Regions from separate parts of the Danio rerio genome. Here region 2 is linked to region 1. Evidence: chromatin contacts called from public Micro-C data. All regions are on one chromosome and are shown on one strand. The core of a region is the stretch at or near the end of the contact, and the rest is flanking DNA. Distances in the headings are between cores, read along the strand shown.

Region 1 (4,187 bases), core at 482-2,981:
TCTAGCCTTGCAATAAATGGTAGTTTTCTCTGGCTTTCATTACCTACGCTGGCTTCAAATGCCTAATTAGGAAACTGTGGATAATACAGTCTTTCAAATAAACAAATAAGTTAAAAACAATCAAATATTGTCATGTTTGGTGATAGCAAATGGGAAAAAAACAACCCTGACACACATTCAGAAAATAGTTAATTAACATTGCATTTAGCAGGTTTAGGTTTTAGTTTATTTGTGTTGCCTATTTTGTCCATGAATGCGAGGTGTGGAGAAGTGTATTTTAGATATCTTAGTACTGAAATATATAATTTTAATTTAAAATTAGTTCACATGAAAATCACATCAAATAATATATAGGATAAACAGCTAAAGAAAATAATCACCAGTTCCTGGTTCCCTCCTAATCTCCTCTCAATTCAGCAATGGTTACGGTGTATTACTTAACAGACATTGTTGACTAGAGCAATCCACTATCTTAATTAACAGAGCAAAGATTTTAACACTTCTTCATTGGTAATAAATACTATGCATGATAATTTGATCTCCATTTTTAAAACTTAAGTGATTTAAAATAATGGCGTAGGAGAAACGATTAAGATGTCTTTTAAGATATAGGTGACAACAAACTGTTTTTTCTCAGTTTTCTGTCTGATCTGTTCTACAATATAGTTTTATTGTACACTTTTTTTCAGTTAGTTTTCCCTTTTCTACATATATACTTACAGGTTTCCCCATATGTGTATATATTTAAATATGGGTGTCTGCTTGTATGTACATACATACATATATATATTGTTTCATATTGTAATCAACAATGCTACAGTATACATTGAACCAAGTCAATGTTGAGAAATTCTGTTATTACCATTGTTGATAACCATGTTTACTAAAAACACAACAAAGTTTAAGTTAAAAAAAAAAAAAAAAAAAAAAAAAAATATATATATATATATATATATATATATATATATATATATATATATATATATATGTGTGTGTATGAATAGACAAAAGAAGATATTTTAAAGTAAGCTGAAAACCAGGAACTATTGACATCCACAGTAGAAAGAACAATAAAAGTCAGTCACAGTTTTCCAGAAAGAATCAAGTCAAATAAGTTTAGAACAACTGAAGGATGCATTATGTATTGACAATCATCAGTTTTGGGTGAACTATCCCTTTAAAAACTTAATTTTAAGTAAAATAATATCAATTGCAATTGCAAATTGAGAAAACTCGATAAAATAAAACTACTTTTTTTTAGGTCCAGTGCATTGTCTTAAGTTTGTATCTGTGTTTTAATAATTGTATTTGGTCAGTTTCTATCACACAAAGATATGTACTTAAAGCTGACTGAGATGATTACAAAATAAACCTGTTTAACGTAATTCCTACAGTCCAAATGCGAGCAGAGGAAATGTTTATTTTGTGATCTTATTATCCAACATGATCAGTTTATTCCATCGTTCATTTGATCCATTTCCCTTCCCCCATCGCAAAATCAAAACATGACAACATGTGCAGTGCCTGTGTCACGTGTAAGAAGCTACCGCGACAGAGAGCTAGGGATAAATCTACGAGTGATAGACAGGGCCGAGGACCAATCAGCTCGGGAATTCCGGGTAGCAACAAAATAAATACAAACACGACGGCCAATCGCAATCACCGGGAGGCGTGTCTTACACTCCGCTTTTCTGACTGTTTACTTCCGTCAATATTCAAAGAAAAGAAGAAAATTATCAGCATAACAAAGGACTCGCAGTAAGTAAACTTAAATATGCGTCAGTTATCAGCACCAATACGTGACTTTGCGAGTAAAACGTAAATAGAGGTAGATACTAGAGCTGTCTTTAGTGTTTTGTCGTCGTTTAAAAAGATAAGCTTCCTGGCAGGCTTTGCGTTTAAGCAAATTAACTGGCAGTAGTTGTTCAACAAGCCAGAGCTTAGAAACAATTCACAAATAACGTCAAAGTGCGTCATGTTTGTATTTTGAAATATAGTTATTTACATCAAGATTGTTGACTGAAGTACTCTGTGTTGTCATATCACACCATAATGATATAAAGTCTGATGTGTGATAAACCTTTGTTGTGTTATAATGGTTTGAGATAATAGTCTCTTGTATTCAGGTCTCTGGAGCAGGTGGAAGAAGAAGAAGATGCCTTTCTTGGGTCAAGACTGGAGATCTCCAGGCTGGAGTTGGATCAAAACTGAGGATGGCTGGAAGCGCTTTGATTATTTCAGCCACAAATTGGGAGATAACATCAATGAACTTGGCTTGGAAGAGTAAGACATACTTTGAATTATCTCACTCTTAGTTGTATCTTGATCTAAGGGGAATCGGGGTAAAGTTGGTTTTATATTCACACATTCAAACCTTCTCCTTCATTATATTATTTCAGAAATGTATTCTTCGAAAATTCAAAATATAGAAATCTTATTACTATCAAAGTACAACATTGTACACAGTCTACCAAACAGTGCTAATGTTGTTTTAAAGTCATACTTGCATGCGATTTCCAACCGAATATTCAAAGTAGAGTGGGAAAAACTATAGGGACTGTGTTACTTGTTGGCACTGTTCAAAAATGAACAAATGTGTGAATATAAAACTAATTTTACCGCAAACTAAGGGGATATATCTAGAATTTGAACCTATAATCTTCAACCAAAACAAGACTATAAAACCCCAGCAAAGCATTGAGGAACCAACAAAAGAGGAAGTGTGTGTGTGGCATGTGAGAAGTCAGGTATCTGTATTTAGAATCGGTGTGTGTTATAGTCACCGAGGTTATTTTCTGAAATGGCATTTTGCATTTAATCTATCTATCTATCTATCTATCTATCTATCTATCTATCTATCTATCTATCTATCTATCTATCTATCTATCTATCTATCTATCTATCTATCTATCTATCATCGATTGAGCTAAAAGCTTTCTGTCATAGAAACTGACCTAAGGTCGGCCTGACTACAAGGAAATATAACCACATTTTAAAATATCTAGTTTTGGCTTTGTGAGGATGTTAGTAGGTGTTTGTGTACTATCACTGTGAATCTGCACCTCATGTGTGTTAAATTTTGACATAGATGGAACGTTTGCCTGTGTAAGTTGAGCAAGTTATAACATCTTCAGATCTTAACGACGCCTTGCTCAGCAGTACTTGGACTAATAATTAACAGCATTGACTTGCTTATTGGATTCTCCGTCAGGTTTATGTATTGCAAAATTGCATGCTGGCCATCTGTTGATCACATGATATCATATCATTTGAGACCCACTCATGTACTTTTTGTTGGTTGCTCTGAAGTGTAACCTGTGCCATATGTAAACACGATGTTTAAAAAAAAGCTTATTTTGGGAGATTTTAATTAACATCACATTTTTAACTCTCTAGATTGGACAATGACAACAAGGAGAACGTCTACGTGGGAGATGTCTGTGAAGTAGCTGCCAAGAAGAGGAAAAAGGACTTTTTCAACAACAACACTAAGTCACAATGTAAAAATAACATTATATTCAATTGCATGAAACATAATTATTTTATGCATACTTTATAGAATAATTATAAAACAATCACCACAAATTTCACAGTGGTTTCTTGGAAAAATAGGCAGGTATGAAGTTTAGTGAAAATTATATAAAAAAATAAATAAATCTAATCCAAAAATTATACAAATTTGTTATAGTATTAATATTACTGTAATAACATAAATGGTAGTATAATATTAAGAAATTTACAAACATGTTGGAATAAAATGTTAATAAAGTATAATATTACAATTTTAATAGAGCAGTCAAAATAATTATATTAACATGTTAAAATATTTACTTATTATAAAATAAATCAAACGTTATAAATCACATTATATAAAAATTATATTAAAATATGTGTGTGTGCGTGCTGTGTATATTTATTATGTGTGTGTGTGTGTGTGTGTGTGTGTGTGTGTGTGTGTGTATATGTATATATATATATATATATATATATATATATATATATATATATATATATATATATATATATATATATATATATATATATATATATAATAATTAGTGCAAAGATTAATCGCATCCAAATTAAAAGTTTGTTTTGACATAATATTTGTTCAGTAATTGTTTGTTTGTTTTGTAGTTGCTATGCTAAAAGGTTTTGATAACAGAGTAGTATAATTGACTTGTCAA
Region 2 (4,381 bases), core at 1,746-4,245, 150 kb before region 1:
GAAGCGAGTGAAGGACTGGACCATGTAAAAGCGATGCATATACACAATGGCAGTGTTAATTGTGAGTTGTGAGCTGAGTGTCCAAAGTTAAGGATTGTAATTCATTAAAATAACAAAAATAAACAGTCTGAAGGCACTTCTGTCCAATATATCATGCAAAATATGACCTTGTCAGTCACAGATTCGTTTTATCTAAGCCTCTGGTATTTTTATTTCAATAAGAGAGATTGCCAGTTCATTTGATACCCTTTAGCACCAGTAAAGTTAAAAGTGAAAGTACTCAGAACGACAAATAAGACGAAAATGGCTGGTTTTCATTAATCTAAAGCACATTAGTAACATAAGATAAAGCAGGACAGCTCATATTTCCTCTATATACTAACTTAAATGTCATGTTACTGTAACAGAGCCACCCTGAAAAGGGAAAATGAAACTATGCTGATTACTATATTTACATATATATTTGAAATGGCATAAATGACATAAACGCCTCATTTTAGAGTATAAACAAATGATGTAATGAAGTAAACAGAGTCAAATTCATATTGGGAATGGCTGTGACACCGGCTACGCTATTGTTCAATGGCAGAGACACCTCCAGTTAGGCCTTGAGGCCTACACCAAACCAAAAAATAAACGCAAAATTGGGACATTAATCCTTTATTCCGTTCGCCTTAATCCACAAGTTTCACAATTGAAAAGGCGTGTATACTGGTAGACCCGTTTCAGGTCATTATAACGCTGAAATTCAACACCACTCGTGCCGCCCAAACCGGCGTCAGCCTCCTCGGAGCAGCTGCCGAGACCGACGCCTGCCTAACTGAAAAAGATACACGTTGAGCCGCTGTCCCATGTCCTGCAGCAGGTTAGCAGCTTGCTGTCGGTACGAGAGCTCTTTGTCGGGATCAAGTCCCGCTCGGCGAGATGGACTGTTTTCGATTTGTTCGCGCGTGAAGTACCATTTATTGTTATTTTGCGAAGGCGAAGGGAACGAAGCCGCCATTACTGAGAAGGACAATGTTTTAAAATCTCACTGCGTCACAGGAAGCGCGTCATCGCTGGCTGGAATGCGACTGCGGCGCTGTTAGACTTAACCCATTCACGTCTGAACAGTACAAACATACATTGATGCAAATTTACTAATCAAAACCCTTATATATATATATATATATATATATATATATATATATATATATATATATATATATATATATATATATATATATATATATATATATATATATATATATATATGAAGTAAAACTGTGTTTGACAGCATTTCTCAGAGCAAGTTTAAGTCAGCTTATCTGCCAACTCATTTACTTCTACTTCTCTACATGAGGATGTATTCATAAATCTTTGTTATGCTTTCAATTTAGCATAAATGTTGTACAAATTTCATACAGAAACTCCTGTCTTAAAGATGATCTCTTTAATTACTGTAAAAATCATATAATGCAGATAATGAGTTGGAATATAGTACTATCTCTCTTCATTGTGTTTGCATCCATTGGGTGGCCAGTCAAATTGACACCATCTCTAAACAGTCTTACTGTATATTTTAAAATGGTGATATATCAAGAGTTTTATTTCTATAAATATAGAATTTTTTTTTGCAATTGTACTCTTCAATACACATTAAAAAACATAATATTTCTATAAAATGGAGGTATCAGTTTTGCAAATAAACTCTTCATAGACATCCTGCTGCTGCTGTGTAATGGGCGTCTGGAGGTTTTTTTGTTTTTGCATTTTTACAGTGCAGTTTTAATCGAGACGTCCGTAATATCAATAAACAGCTGCAATTCCTCCTCTTATGTTGAATACATGGCATATTTTGTTCATATCAACGTCATTTTAGACATGCTTTATTTATTTATTTTTATTTAAAGAACAGCATATAACATTTTAACATTTTAACATAAATGTTAAAATTTATGAATATAATTTTTTTTTAACATCTACATTTTCTTTTCGGTTTAGTCCCTTTATTAATCTGGGGTCGCCACAGCAGAATGAACCGCCAACTTATCCAGCATATGTTTCACGCAGCGGATGCCCTTCAAGCTGCAACCCAGTACTCCCATACACTCCCATTCACACACATACACTACGGCCAGTTTAGCTTACTCAATTCACTTATAGCGCATGTCTTAACTGTGAGGGAAACCGGAGCACCTGCAAGAAACCCACATGAACACAAGGGAGAATATGCAAACTCCACAAAACTCAAATCAGCAATTTTCTTGCTGTGAGGTAACAGCGCTATCCACTGCGCCACCAATAATATAAGTAAATTAGTTAAATAAAAACAATTTCCTCTTTTCAAGGGTCAACAGTAAAGCCAAAAAGTACATTTTCCCACAATAATAAGAGAGGCTTAGAACACTAAAAATTGTTATTAAACATTTTGCACCTCACCCCATCAGTTGATGACAATGCCAAAATAAGTGTAAAGCCGTTTCCTCATATTCATTCATTTTCTTGTCGGCTTAGTCCCTTTATTAATCCGGGGTCGCCACAGTGGAATGAACCGCCAACTTATCCATCAAGTTTCTACGCAGAGGATGCCCTTCCAGCCGCAACCCATCTCTGGGAAATTCCTCATATTCATTACAAAAAAAAAATACAATTTACATCAATCCCACTTTAAAATTTATGAAAATTAGGTTTTGCTGGATAAAATCAGTGAAAAAGTTTGTCGTTCAGCTGTTTATAAAAAATAAAAGTTTGCTGAGAACTTTTAACTTGAAATGCCGCTAATATAATCGCTAAATGTCTTTTCATTCGTTTGTCACGTTTTTATTACTTCTAACTTAATGCGGGAATTTTTATACTCTATATTTCAAACCCAATGCCAAAATTTATAAAAAAGATATTCGAAATTAAATCTTTTATATTTTGCCTTAAGTATCTTCTCAGATTTTTTAGAGGAGTAACAGCGCCATCCATCGGTGAAGCGGAGTTTCGGTCGAGAACGAAAGAGGAAAAAGTGACGATTGCGGAAGTGTTTGTTATTGTGGTTTAGCTGCTAGCACAGTGGCGTGTAATCAAATAATATGACAGCATCAAACACTAAAAACGCCAGCGCAATCCCAATCGATAAATTCAGCAATGTTCGCATCACATCAATATGGACTTTCCTACAGTCTGTGAGTAACATTAGATTCTCGGTTTGCTCACATACAGAGATGGTTCATGGAGTCGCGTCGTTGTTGTTTTTTTTTTGAGAGCACGTGGATTAAATAAGGAATATGAAATAAGTTTGTTTTATCTGAATAATAATAATAATAATGTGATTTTGTTGTCAGGTTGACTGGTCTGAGCCCTGGCTGATGGCCCTGCTGGCCTTTCATGTCTTCTGTTTTGCTTTCACCCTCCTGTCCTGCAAATACTACCGCATTCAGATCTGTCATTTTCTCCTGATGGGTGAGTGTTTATATTTATTTGAACCTTGTTATATTTGAATAATTATAATACATGTAGTCATTTACCCCACAGTGTGAAATAATTATTGAACATTTAAAAGAATGTGCACATTAAAATGACAGACTTTTTCATTCAAAGCTGATGAAAACTAATTACTATTGTCATAAATATATGTATATATACTTACAAAGACACACAAACACTTTATTTCTTTCTTAAAAATAGCATAAATATTTGTATTGTGTACACACACACACACACACACACACACACATAGAGTGAGAGACATACAGGTACACACACACACATAGAGTGAGAGACATACAGGTACACACATTCACTAACACACTCACAAAGCTGGATAGATGGAGGCACACATGGAGAAAGTGCGGGACATTCAGGTACACACATGCTCATACTGTCAGACGCACATTCATCAACACACACATACAATCTTTGTCATAAACGCACACACACACTCGTACTTCGTACTCTCTTGCATACATGTGCGCACTTACACACAGTCAAAGACACACTTACACACACTCATACTCTCTTGAAGGGGCGGACTGGGACAGGCCAAAATCACGGTGGCAGGCCAGATCAATAATATCCAGCTGCAGGCCACCAGGTGCTCCCTGTGGCTAGTCTGCCCCTGCTCTCTTGCACACATGTGCACACACAGGCATACATACACACATTTATACTGACAATTTTTGAGACAATATAATAGGTAAATAAAATAAATAAATAAATATTTTCATATTTCATACAGTAATATTTACAGTAATATCTTTGTAATATTTTTAATATAATAAAATGTATTAAGATGTGACACGGTGGCTCAGTGGTGAGCACTGCCGTCTCGCAGCAAGAAGGTCGCGGTTCGAGCCCCGCCTGGGTCAGTTGGCATGTCTGTGTGGAGTTTGCATGTTCTCCCCGGTTTTATGTG

What was found. A called contact is a pair of places that touch in the nucleus more often than the background predicts.
Region 2: a Micro-C map of caudal fin shows a contact between it and region 1, with 5 times the contacts expected there. The contact joins the promoter of tmem18 here to the promoter of fbxo25 in region 1. A contact is called at or near these places in 3 of 18 Hi-C or Micro-C datasets (caudal fin, hematopoietic stem cells and an unstated tissue).

Annotation. Positions count from the first base shown.
Region 1 is chr23:38,600,607-38,604,793 of GRCz12tu, reverse strand. It overlaps fbxo25 (F-box protein 25), which reads left to right and starts at 1,731. Exons shown (of 10, transcript NM_205724.1): 1 at 1,731-1,758; 2 at 2,127-2,283; 3 at 3,397-3,500. The coding sequence starts at 2,156.
Region 2 is chr23:38,750,904-38,755,284 of GRCz12tu, reverse strand. It overlaps tmem18 (transmembrane protein 18), which reads left to right and starts at 2,995. Exons shown (of 5, transcript NM_001005601.2): 1 at 2,995-3,152; 2 at 3,312-3,429. The coding sequence starts at 3,060. ccnt1 (cyclin T1) reads right to left here and starts at 1,019. Exons shown (of 10, transcript NM_001256611.1): 1 at 834-1,019; 2 at 1-73. The coding sequence starts at 1,003.